Linked DNA regions of Mus musculus: region 1 is linked to region 2. Evidence: chromatin contacts called from public Hi-C data. All regions are on one chromosome and are shown on one strand. The core of a region is the stretch at or near the end of the contact, and the rest is flanking DNA. Distances in the headings are between cores, read along the strand shown. Region 1 overlaps Gab2 (growth factor receptor bound protein 2-associated protein 2). Region 2 overlaps Nars2 (asparaginyl-tRNA synthetase 2 (mitochondrial)(putative)).

The links. A called contact is a pair of places that touch in the nucleus more often than the background predicts.
Region 1: a contact with region 2 is called in a Hi-C map of bone marrow-derived macrophages, with 25 read pairs. The contact joins two enhancer-like sites. A contact is called at or near these places in 1 of 15 datasets of contacts at CTCF or cohesin (the NIH/3T3 cell line), 2 of 484 Hi-C or Micro-C datasets (bone marrow-derived macrophages and nephron progenitors), 1 of 115 datasets of contacts at active chromatin or transcription factors (large pre-B cells) and 1 of 9 other capture datasets (embryonic stem cells).

What each region holds. Positions count from the first base shown.
Region 1 is chr7:97,249,594-97,256,262 of GRCm38.p6, forward strand. All of the region lies in intron 2 of Gab2 (growth factor receptor bound protein 2-associated protein 2), which reads left to right. Among named protein-coding and RNA genes, the nearest start is that of Usp35, 79 kb to the right of the region's middle. Within about 2 kb of position 2,203, at least 37 of the 459 cell types and tissues checked have an H3K27ac peak or open chromatin away from gene starts, as enhancers often do. A contact at or near this core is called in bone marrow-derived macrophages, where this site is marked.
Region 2 is chr7:96,973,594-96,980,161 of GRCm38.p6, forward strand. The region is part of intron 5 of Nars2 (asparaginyl-tRNA synthetase 2 (mitochondrial)(putative)); the gene reads left to right. Among named protein-coding and RNA genes, the nearest start is that of Nars2, 25 kb to the left of the region's middle. Within about 2 kb of position 2,573, at least 30 of the 459 cell types and tissues checked have an H3K27ac peak or open chromatin away from gene starts, as enhancers often do. A contact at or near this core is called in bone marrow-derived macrophages, where this site is marked.

The sequences.
Region 1 (6,669 bases), core at 953-3,452, 280 kb after region 2:
AACTCCCTGGAACCTCCAGTCTCTTGGGGTTAGGTGCATCATCTCTGAATGAACACAGACCCGGAAGTCCTCTGCTTTATGTGTTGGGGGGACTCATATCATGTGGTGTATGTTGTGTGTTTGGTAGTCCAGTGTTTGAGAGTTCTCAGGGGTCCAGATTAACTGAGACTGCTAGTCCTCCTATGGGGTCACCCTCCTACTCAGCTTCTTTCAGCCTTCCCTAATTCAACAACAGGGGTCAGCAGCTTCTGTTCATTGGTTAGGTGCAAATATCTGCATCTGACTCTTTCAGCTGCTTGTTGGGTCTTTCAGAGAGCAATCATGATAGATCCCTTTTTGTGAGCACTGCATAGCATCAGGAATAGTGTCAGGCCTTGGAACCTCCCCTTGAGCTGGATTCCACTTTGGGCCTTCTTTTCCTCAGGCTCCTCTCCATTTCCATCCCTGTAATTCTTCCAGACAGGCACAATTATGGGTCAGAGATGTGACTGTGAGATGGCAACCCCATCCCTCACTTGATGTCCTGTCTTCCTGCTGCAGGTGGGCTCTATAAGTTCCTCTCCCTACTGTCAGGCATTTCATCTAAGGTCCCTCCCTTTGAGTTCTGAGAGTCTCTTACCTCCCAGGTCTCTGGTGCATTCTGGAGGGTCCTGTTTTCCAAGGTTGCCTGTTCCCATTCTTTCTGCTTTTCCTCAGGGCTTCAGTCCTTTTACCTCACCCAATACCAGATCAGGTTTCCCTCTCCCTCAGACTCCCCCTACCCATTCACTTTCCCTCCCAGGTCCCTTCCTCCCTCCCCACTTGTGATTGCTTTCTTCTCCCTCCCAAGTGGGACTGAGGTATCCTCACTTGGACACTTCAACTTGTTGACCTTTTTGAGTTCTGTGGACTGAGTTTCGGGTATTCTGTACTTATCCACTTCTTAGTGAGTGCATACCATGCATGTCCTTTTGGGTCTGAGTTACCTCGCTCAGGATATTTTCTAGTTCCATCCATTTGCCTGCAAAACTCAGGATGTCCTCATTCTTAATAGCTGAGTAGTATTCCATTGTGTAAATGAACCACATTTTCTGTATCCATTCTTCTGTCATGAGACATCTAGGTTGTTTCCAGCTTCTGGTATCACAATTAAGGCTGCTATGAACATAAATGCAATCTTAAATCTTAATACCTGAAAGGGAAGAAGAAGATTACAAGTTGAACAAGACCTAAATGTTTTTCTCCCATGCTTTTCTGTAGAGGCTTGAACACAGTGTGAAAATACTGGCTGTGGTAGATACCGCAAAACATGGACCTCTAGGCCAGTATTAAATTAAGAAAAATTTAATCAGTTAACAACAAAATTTTAAAAATGAGGAAAATATAGTTGGTTTTATAAAACTAAGTGTGACCCAATTTTAGAAATTAATTTTATTCACTAGAACCTCTCTGTATATGTAAAATGACAATCCTACTAAATGATACTTTTCTCAGTTAACACCATTAAAAATGGCAGTCTCATTTTTGTTTTTTTTTGGGTTTTTTTTGGTTTTGGTTTTGGTTTTGGTTTTGGTTTTGGTTTTTTTGAGACAGGGTTTCTCTGTATAACTCTGGCTGTCCTGGAACTCACTTTGTAGAGCAGGCTGGCCTCGAACTCAGAAATCCGCCTGCCTCTGCCTCCCAAGTGCTGGGATTAAAAGCATGAACCACCATGCCCGGGGGCAGCCTCATTTTTAAATGACCATTTCTAAAAGTACACAGATGAAAACCAGAGGCTATGATTTAATACAAGACTAGAATAGGAGCATTTGGAATTCATGATTTGGAGGTACTGCTATGTGTCAAGCCCCTCTGGTCTCCATTTCTGCTTCTACAAACATGCCCCAGACCTCTGAACTCCACCATCAAATTCAGCATATGCACATATCACTCTAGCATGATATCTATGCTATGGGGGATCCTTCACCCCTTTGGTAAGTTCTGGCCCTGTTCCTCTGTTCTAGTTAGGATCAACCCTGGGATTTTGGCCTCATTTTCTTTGCCCTGTTAACCTTTTTGCAGTCTTCAATCTCACCTCAAATGGACCTGTCCAGTTTTTAATTTGGTTCTTCTCATAGATCAGAGTCTTTCCAGACATTAAGTCATTGCCCAAGGCCTCACTGCCCACTGGGAGGTGTCTGGGTTTCCAGTGGTCTGTCCACCTGAATTTCTGAAGAAAATCTGCTTCTGCTTCTGCTTCTGCTTCTGCTTCCCCTGGACACGTTTCCTCTTCCTCTTGGACTCTGCAGCCACAGTTTTAAGCGATGCCTCAGTTTCTGTTCTGTTTACTCAGTCAGCCTATACCATGGAGGCTTTTTTGTTGTCTCAGCCAAACTTCCTTTGTAACCCTTATCTTTGTTTGGGTTTGAGACATATACCTGAGGCTGGTCTGCCTCTGACTTTCAAGTGCTGGGATTGTAGTCCACACTTCGCTTGGACTCTTCGTGGTTGCTCTGCCTCCTTGTTAGCAAGATTACATACTATTAATTGAACAATGTCTGACTCTGTGCCAAATTATGTCTGACAGTTGCTGTTTCTTTTAATTAGGTTAATATCAAATGTGAAATTTAATTGTTTTTAATTACATATCTGAATTTAGCTTCAATATCAAGCCCCATCTGGCCACTAATTGAAATAGATATTCTGCTACAGTTTACTTAAGTTATTTAGTTGTAGTGTTTGACTATAACTTTGAAAGTTGTCGTATAATCTATTTTGTTTTAAAATTCTAACTCATTTCCAAATGTTGTTTTGAGAAATCTATTGTTGGAATAGGAAAGGAGCATCAAAAAATTCTAACTTTAGGACTGGAGAGATGGTTCAGCAGTCAAGAACATTGGCTGTTCATCCAGAGGACCTGGGTTCAATTCCCAGTACCCACATAATAGGTCAAAATTCTGTAAATTCAGTCCCAGGGGATCTGACTCCCTCTTTGGACCTCTACAGGCACTAGGCATGCATTTGGTCCATATACAAAAATACAGACAAACTATTCACATGTATTCTTTTTAAAAGAAATTCTAACTTTATTCATAGGAGTTAGACCAAAATAACTGAAATTCTACATATTGAAACATTGCTACAAAAATTTAATTGAGAAAAGTAAAAAAAAAAAAAAAAAACTTTTTTTATTTAATATGTGTACCATCTCCTCCCCGCTTTTCTGAATGCCTACAATGACCACAATTCTCCATGGTTGTAAATCTCATTATCCAGAACAACCAGCCAAGATAAAGGGAATAAATAGAATAGACTAGAAGACTTCTGGAATAGGAGATCTTGAAAGGTCCTTAGAGAGTACTTAGTTCTGAACTCTTCAAATAACAGCACATCCAGAGGTCAAGGCAGAGGAGCAGTTCTGTTGAAGGTTGTACTGCTGGCTAGCAAAGGTAGAATGAAAACTCACTTAGTCAACAATTAGGAATGCTTGATGGTGACAGCATCTTACATTTTAAGATATTCATATATAAACTAGATGTGGTGCCACAGGGAGATCCCAGTTTTAGGCCAGCCTGAGATACATAGGAGAACTCTGTCCCAAAAACAAAAGGCACTGCATGTATACAAACATGTATTCATTAGTGTAGAAGGCTGATTGATTTCTTATGGTTCTGAATAGCAAAGCTGTGATGCTGTTATACGCTAGGCAGATACTCTATCTCTGGGAATACACCCCCAGCCCTTACAAATCCAACTTCATGCATAGTACTGTAGAATCATGTTATGTTGGTAAGTCTAATTTTTTTTTTTTTTTTTTTTGGTTTTATGAGACAGGGTTTCTCCGTGTAGCCCTGGCTGTCCTGGAACTCACTCTGTAGACCAGGCTGGCCTCGAACTCAGAAATCCGCCTGCCTCTGCCTCCCAAGTGCTAGGATTAAAGGTCACCACGCCCAGCTAAGTCTAATCTTAACATATCAGTTAAGTTGGCTTGTTTCTCTGCCTCAATTTTGATCTTCATCAGTAAAATTTTAAAATCTTTACAATATTATTATGAAGACTAAGAACCTCCTTAAAACTAGAGTATAGACAGTATTTTTAAAATTATTTATATTATGTATGTGAGTACACTGTTGCTGTCCTCAGACAACCAGAAGAGGGCATCAGATCAGATGGTTGTAAGCTACCATTTGCATGTTTTAAATATCTGTTGTATGTATGGCTAATAAATTTCTGCTGCCTTCTCTATGATCTTCAGACAGCCTTCATGGGGTTTTGTTGCTACTATAGTTCATTTTATTTTATTCTAGTTTCTTTGTTGTTTTTGTAGTTGTTTTGCCTATTTGTTTTTGAACTAGAGTCTCACTGTGTTGCTCAGGCTGGTCTCCAAACTTCTGGGTTTTAGCAATCCTAACACCTCAACATATTCCAAGGAGCTAGGACTAGAGGTGCCCACCAACTGCCTGGCTCAAGGCTCACAACAGCCCTTTGAAAACCCTGGTACTTTTAAAATATGTAATTGCCTAAATAATTCTTATCTCTCTTTTGTTCAAACTTGAAGTAATTTTTGTTGCATATATTTAGTTTGTTTATCAAATAAAGACTACTGACATTCTTGGTTTGAAGTGCATTATACTTTTGAGTTATTATAGAATGTTCGAAAATCAAGGTGTCAATTGTTAAGTTTTAGCGGTCCTTGGGATCAAACCCAGGGCCTTCCCCATGCTAAGCAAGCATCTCTTTAAATGAATTACTACTAATAGTGAAGCAACCAGTTTCTTTTTTTTTTTTTTCATTTATTATTTTATTTTATTTATTTATTTCCATTTTTTATTAGGTATTTAGCTCATTTACATTTCCAATGCTATACCAAAAGTCCCCCATACCCACCCACCCCCACTCCCCTACCCACCCACTCCCCCTTTTTGGCCCTGGCGTTCCCCTGTACTGGGGCATATAAAGTTTGCGTGTCCAATGGGCCTCTCTTTCCAGTGATGGCCGACTAGGCCATCTTTTGATACATATGCAGCTAGAGTCAAGAGCTCTGGGGTACTGGTTAGTTCATAATGTTGTTCCACCTATAGGGTTGCAGATCCCTTTAGCTCCTTGGGTACTTTCTCTAGCTCCTCCATTGGGAGCCCTGTGATCCATCCATTAGCTGACTGTGAGCATCCACTTCTGTGTTTGCTAGGCCCCGGCATAGTCTCACAAGAGACAGCTACATCTGGGTCCTTTCGATAAAATCTTGCTAGTATATGCAATGGTGTCAGCGTTTGGATGCTGATTATGGGGTGGATCCCTGGATATGGCAGTCTCTACATGGTCCATCCTTTCATCTCAGCTCCAAACTTTGTCTTTGTAACTCCTTCCATGGGTGTTTTGTTCCCAATTCTAAGGAGGGGCATAGTGTCCACACTTCAGTCTTCATTCTTCTTGAGTTTCATGTGTTTAGCAAATTGTATCTTATATCTTGGGTATCCTAGGTTTGGGGCTAATATCCACTTATCAGTGAGTACATATTGTGTGAGTTCCTTTGTGAATGTGTTACCTCACTCAGGATGATGCCCTCCAGGTCCATCCATTTACCTAGGAATTTCATAAATTCATTCTTTTTAATAGCTGAGTAGTACTCCATTGTGTAGATGTACCACATTTTCTGTATCCATTCCTCTGCTGAGGGGCATCTGGGTTCTTTCCAGCTTCTGGCTATTATAAATAAGGCTGCTATGAACATAGTGGAGCATGTGTCCTTCTTACCAGTTGGGGCATCTTCTGGATATATGCCCAGGAGAGGTATTGCTGGATCCTCCGGTAGTACTATGTCCAATTTTCTGAGGAACCGCCAGACTGATTTCCAGAGTGGTTGTACAAGCCAAGCAACCAGTTTCTAGAGCTTACTATAAAATACAGTGTTCTAAACATCTTCCTAATTATTAATTCTTTCAATATTGGAATTAGGTGTTTTTATTACTGTTTTAATAATCTCCCATTTTATAAGTAAGGAAACAGTGGCACAGAGATGTTAAACAATTTTCTCTAGATCACATAACTAGAAAACAAAGGAGCTGAAATTCACACCTAAACTATTTGGCCCTAGAACCTGTATTTTTAACTATTAAGCCATACTAAATTGTAGATACAGGTCCTTGACTCATGTGTCACAGTGCCTGTTTGGAGGCTTCAGCAGACAGGCAGAGACCTGGATGAGTTATTACTATCTCCACTCCTTAGTGGGGGCTGCTCTCCGTTACTTCAAGACATCCCAGAGACTACTTGTTGCCTATGATTTCACCCCGATCCAGCTTTCGCCTTTGACCTAAATGGTACCTTCCGTTTCTTTACACTCAGGACAGATCTCTTCACTCCTACTAGAATACATTTTATTATCAACACAGTTGAATGTCTGTCTGGAAAACTTGGTCAAGGGTAGATAAGAAGCAATCATTTGTTCATCAAGACGTAATCCTTTGCACTATTATGTCCACCCAGTGTTTACAAAAGTTTAGATACCCTGAAAGATTATTGGATAAATTAATGTGAGGGCTTCAGGAAGAGATGAGAGAAGCAGGTAACACCCAAGAGTAGGATGCTAGCCTGATACCTGTAAAGGAGAGAAGGGAAGAAAAAAGGACCAGCCTGCAACACAGGGATACGATAAATTTAGCCAGTCAGTGCAAGTTCTTCAGCCAAAGGCATCTGTTAATGAAATTTGGT
Region 2 (6,568 bases), core at 1,323-3,822:
ATATTTTTCTTTAAGGATTTACTTTAAATTTAATAATGGTTATGTGGACTGAAGATCATGGCTAGCACCTGAAGCTTTCAGTAGTAATCCTTGAACAACATTCACACAGCTCCCGTCTCCTGTTATTCCACTGGAGCTAGAAGGGGTGAATTTTTAACTTAGCATTCTGTTTGCTTTTTCATGGAGTATATATGTCAATGAAATCAGAAAGGGAGGAGTATTTAGAGTCAGGAAGGGAACCAGGGAGGCAGGACAGGAGAATGACAGGAAGAAGGGTTGTAAATAAGAACAAAACATTATAATATATGCATATCTATAAAATGTCACAATGAAGCCCATTTCTTTGTATGCCAATCAAAAAAATGAAAAAGTAGAGTAAAAATCAAAGTAGATTAGAAAAATAAAAAAGAGTACAAAAGTATGCATATAAAGAAAGATTTTTCCAAAATTGTAAAAGAATACATTTTTTTCATAAGATTCACCTCCTAAAATAGGTTTTTTCTCTGTTCAACTTTATTTTAGTTTTGAGCATATTTTTCCAACATGTCTCCCACCCTCTTCTCTGTACCCTGGTTTCTCCCCTTTGTCCCCTATACAGTTTTGCTTCTGCTTTCAGGTCATATATACATACGTGTTTTATGTACTAATATAAAATCTAGAAATCAGTAATGAGATAAAATGTGATATTTGTCTAAGGTAGACTTAATGTCGTAGCCCTGCCTGCATCCATTTTTCTGCAGATAGCATCTTTGTTCTTTATGACTGAAAAAAAAAATTCCATTGTGTAGGCAGGGAAATTAGCTCCTTTGATAGAATACTTACCAAAGCCTTGGGTTCAAATCCTACTATCTCATGAACTAGATGTGGCAATGAATATTTGTAATTCCAGCACTGGTGAGATGGAAGTGATGGGATCGGAAGTTCAAGGTGATCTTCAGCTCTAAAGCAAGTTCAAAAGTAGTCAGGCTACATAAAACTTGTCTTTAAAAGACTCCCGTTGTGCATAAGTACCGTACTTTTGATGATGAACCCTTAGGTGGTTTTATTACTTAGCTATTATGAATAGCATTGTAATAAACATTAGTGTGCAAGAATTTCTTTGAAGTCTTTCAGGTAAATACCTAGGAGTCATGTAGGATGGCGAGTGTCAACGGCCCAAAAGAAACAGGCTCCGGTTGTCCTCAAGGCCCAAACCAGGACCAAATTGAGGCCCAACAGTTTTAAACTTTAGGTCTCTCATTAAGGTCTCCTGTCCATTTAGAGAAGATTTTTCTACAGGGTATTTGATGGAGATTTGGGTTCATTTTTCTGCATGTGGTTATCCAGTGTTCCTGATAGCATATGTCAGAGAGGCTGCATTTTCTCCACTGTGAAATTTTGTCATAATTGTTAAAACTCAAACGGTGGTGGTTGTGCAGGTTTGCATCTGAGTCCTCTTTTACTCCATTGATCTGTGTGTCTATCTTGTGCCAGTTCTATGCTGATTTTATTAGTTAATACTATGGCTCTAAAGCATAGCTTGAAATCAAGTGACTGATACCTATAACGTCATTCATATGTATGGAGGTGTATAGTGTGTGTTCATGTCTGTGTGGGTGTATTCACATGAGCATGCAGCTTCATGTGTCTGCATGTGGAGGCCAGAGGTCAACATGAGATATCTTCCTCCATTTCTTTCTATCTAATCTTTTTCAGACAGAGTCTCTCACTAACCCTGCAGCTCATCAATTGACTAGGCTTCAGGCTGGCCAGTGAGTTTCAGGAATCCAGAATCCACCTGCCTATCACCCCCTTCCAGGGCTGAAGTTACCTACATGCCCTGCTGTCCCTAGCTTTATGTAGGTGCTAGATACTCACGTCCTCATACCTGCACACCAGGCACGTCAGTAACTGAGCCATCGTCTCTGTCCCCAGTGTTCTCTCTGCTCAGGGTTACTTGGCCATCTGGCATCTTTTGTGCTTTAATATGAATCTCAAAGGTGTTTTATCTATTTCAGTAAAGAATGGCATTGGGATTTTTATGAGATTTCATTGCCTCTATAGATTGGTTTTGATAGAATGACCGGCCATTTTTGCAATATTACTTCTTCCAATCAATGAATGTGGGATGCCTTTCTACCTTCTGGTGTCTTTTTAGTATTTTTTTTCTTCTTCAGTGAGTGAGTTTTCATTGTAGTCTTTCATTTCCTAAGGTTTATTCCAGGGGTTTTTGTTTGTTTTTAATATTAAGACATTTGTGAATATGATTGTTCCCTTGATTTAGTTCTCAGTTTGTCATTGGTATATAGGGAGGCTTCCAGGTTTGTATGTTACTTGTGTAGCCTGCCACTTTTCCACTGAGCACTTATCACTTAGCTGGAAGTGCTAAGAGTCTTCTTTAGGACCTTTGTGGTGGTTAAAAAGAGAAGTGTGCCCCATAGGCTTAGACATTTGCACACTTACATACAGTTGGCGGCGCTACCCTGAGCAGTCTGGGAGGTGTGGTCTTGCTGGAGGAGGTGAGTCACTGGAGGCAGGGGCAGGCCTCCAGAGTTTAGGGCCCTACCCAGCTTCCAGCTCCTTTTCTCTGTGCTTGTGGTAAAACCTGTGATCTCTCACTTCCTGCTCCTGCTGCAGTGCCTGCCACATGCTGCCATGCTTTCCTACCGTAATGGATTCCGATCCCTCTGGAGTCATAAGCTAAAATAAGCCCTTCCTCCCATTAGTCACTTTGATCACGTTCTTCTATCACACAACTGAGAAGTAACTGAAGTACAGAATCCTATCATCTGCAAACAAGGACACTTCGTCCTCTTCCTGTCTGTATCTCCTTTGGCTTTTTATTTCCTCTTGTCTTATTGTTCTAGTTAAGATGCAAAGAGTTTTAGTTTAATTATTTTTGAAAGATTTGTTTTTATCTGACATGTGTGAGGGTTGCCTGCATGTATGTATGTGTACCTCCTGCCTGCCTGATTCCTGTGGAAGCCAAGCAAGAGCTCCGGATACCCTGTACTGGACTTACAGATAGGTGTGAGCTTACATGTATGTGCTATCAACTAAACCTACCTTCTCTTCTCTGCAAGAGCAATGAGCACTGTTAACCACTGACCTCTCTCTCCAGCCTCAGTTCTCCCGAGTTCTTAGCCAGACACTGTAAGCCTGTCCATACTGCAGGTTAAAACAAACAAACAAACAAACAAAACCAAGACAAGAACAACAACAACAACAACAAACAAAACCCACATATTACCAGAACAGGCTATGCTTGATGCTTGTAATTACATTCATGTAATTCCAATCCTCAGATAAAAACGGGGAATTGTGCATTTCAGGGCAGCACAAGACTGTGCCCTGGAGTAAAATAAAGTGCTCAGCCAGCCTTTCTTACAGGTGAGCTTTTGAAAGCCACTCATTTACAAACTTTACTGTTCCAGATCATTATTTAGTTGTAGACCAGTGGAACAGAGAGCCATGTTGTTGAATCATACTTTTGTGCTTCCGTTGTTTATTTATTTATGGGCTTTTTTTTTTTTAATCCTAAAAGATTTGTTTCTGTCAGCTGATAAAATTTACTTTTTGCTTTGGCACTTTCTGTCTCCTGGTGACAATGCTTTCTCTTAATGCTATCAAGCAAAGTATTCACTGTAAGAAGTTATCTTGACCTATTGAAGCCATTAATAAGAACAAGAATCAAATGTTGTCCTTTATACAAAAGTTGAGGAAATCTTGATGATAATCAGCTTTTTGGAAAAAGAAACTAAAAATTACTTGAGAGCCAAAGGAGGTATGGTGTTCCTGTAATACTAGTACTTAAAAAAAAAAAAAAAAAAAAAAAAAAGAGGAAATAGCCTTCTTGGACATTGGAAGTGGAAGTGTTAGCATCTGCATGCATGCATTCAAAGAGCAACAAATAAAACGCAGCAGTGTTCCTAGAACTGTTCTTCCAGTTGTTCTTTTCCATCTCTTCTTAGTATTCTGAATGTGAGCTGAAGAAAAATTAGCCACCTTAAATACACATCATAATTCCTTAATCCAAACTACTTAATAGTTAAAAAGGATGAGTATTCAAGTTGTTACAAATAAAAAAGGGAATTTTTAAAGGAACTCAGCCAAGTGAAAAACTGTCTTTCTTTTACCTTTTTTTTTCTTTCTTGAACCTTAATGATAAATTTGGAGATAACTGATTTGCTCCCAAAGAAATCTTTCAAGCAGATCTGATAGATTACAGATTACATCATATGTCTTCTGACCTCTAAATCATGCAGGAAGGCAAGTAACCGGATGAGTATGACTAAGAGGAGGAAAATACATTTCTAGAGCTAAACAAATGAGAAGTGTTCTTTGCTCGTGTATATTATTTCAGGACCACACATGGGAATTTTACATGGTGGAGTCAGACTCTGGCTGTTCAGAAAACCATAGAGATGTGCTCTGGAGTGATGCTATTGCTCCAGTCGCATAGGCCGGACCTTGGCCATCTGTAGTGCCTGTGCTGGGTATGACTTGCCTTCTCTTTACCTACAGAGGTTCACTACTAGGATGTAATCGGCAAGCCCGATTGTTTGGAAGAAGAGCCTACCAGGGCCACTTTCCCTCACCCTGTCCTTCAGGATTCATTGTTAATCTCCTCCTAACTGCTTGTTCAGGCTTAGGGGTGCAAATCTTGGCATGTACTTTTAAAAAGGAGTGAACTTTGGTATTTAAATGTTTGCTTTTTTTAATGGGGCCCCCCCTCAGCATTGATCCTTAAGCATTTAAAGATAACAATACATAGTATGCAGCAGTTTGAGGGCAGCATTTAGTCACCTTGAACAATCAAAGTAAGAACATGTAGTACTCATTGAGAAGTGAGTACATGCCCTGTTTCAATTTTGTTCTTTCTGTCATCTCTAGTTCCTATCTGAGGACTTGGATAGTTGTTAAGATTTAGGGACTATGGGGCTGGTGAGATGGCTCAGTGGGTAAGAGCACCCGACTGCTCTTCCGAAGGTCCGGAGTTCAAATCCCAGCAACCACATGGTGGCTCACAACCATCCGTAACAAAATCTGACTCCCTCTTCTGGAGTATATGAAGACAGCGACAGCGACAGTGTACTTACATATAATAAATAAATTAAAAAAAAAAAAGATTTAGGGACTATTACATACATATATAAGACGATTTCAGGGCTTTTATTTCAGCACACATTTGATACTATCTGTGTTCAGGATGCTGTGTTAAATACTGCACAGGCTATGATGCTGTAGTTGAGGCTCTGGTGTGTAAACTGGTAAGTTAGGACATGATAAAGGCCGGATCGTGCTTCCTGGCATCCTTGATTTCTATCGTACCCTGTCTGAATCTCTTCCCTGGCTGCTCACAGTGACTTCCCAGCTGATTCAAAACTGTGTTTCCCTCTTTAAGCTTTCGCCTTTCTTACTCTCTTCTCTAGCTTTCCTTCTCTCTCTCCCTTTCCCCTCTCTACACGTGGCTATAGCCGGCCTCTCTCCCTCTTTCTACCTTTTCTCTCTCTCCCTGCTTTTCTACAATAAAGCTCTAAAACCATAAAATACAAAACAAAACAAAACAAAACCTATGTTTCATCTTCACAATTCTGGAGCATCTGTGGTGGACCCCAGTTTAGGATGGATCCATTTGGGATTTTTAAAGCTGCAAAAAGTGATAAGCATTCAACAGTAACAAATAAAACTTTGGTCTTGCTGTGCTAAAGCCTAAAGCCCTAAACATGCTAAACACTCTTACCACTGAACCCTCAGCCTAGAAACCATATTCTGAAATTTAATCTTCTTTTAGGCTAATAATATGTGGTAGGAATATTTTTTTCTTGATTTTGGGCAGTAGCAGCAAGTCACAACTACCAGTGAGCTCTATGATACTTGGTACACCAACTCTACAGTGTGGTATGTTGCTAAGTCATAATATTCAATGGGGTAGATATATTAAATGTATTTTTTTCAATATTTAATACTAACAGTTGATGAGGGACATATCAGGATGCAATCCCAATATAAGTCTGGAAGCAGTGGTTTATTTCCAAGATGATAAAAGAGATGGCATGAATTAGAGGCTATGGGCATAGAATGAGGTGAAACTATAGGTACAGTTGAGATGCCACTGTTACTAATTATAGGTGATAGGGAATCACAAACAAAATTAGGTCAGTGATGATTAAGTAGATAGAAAAAGCTTGAGGGCCTGAAGAGATGGCTCATCAGTTAAGAGCCCTTAGACATTTTGGAGAAGACCCAAGTTCAGTGCTAGTACCCCACATGGTAGCTCACAACTGCCTGTAGCTCCAGCTTCGACTTCTGGCCTTTGGGGTTGTCTGCCTGTTTGTGGTATAGATATTCTTCTTACACACATACGCATTAATGAAAAATAAACAAATTTTAAAGGTCTTAAGTGAACATGTGAATTGACTGTGTTGCAGAGAAGGTGTTCCAGGGAAAGAAAAAGAGAATTGAATTTCCTGGGGGCTTTCATTAGACTCCCAGTGAACACATGGAAAGCTGCCTGTTGATGGATTATAGAGGATAAAGATGGACGGCTTCAGGAATGAGGAGTACAAGAGTTTTATTGTATGTCTAT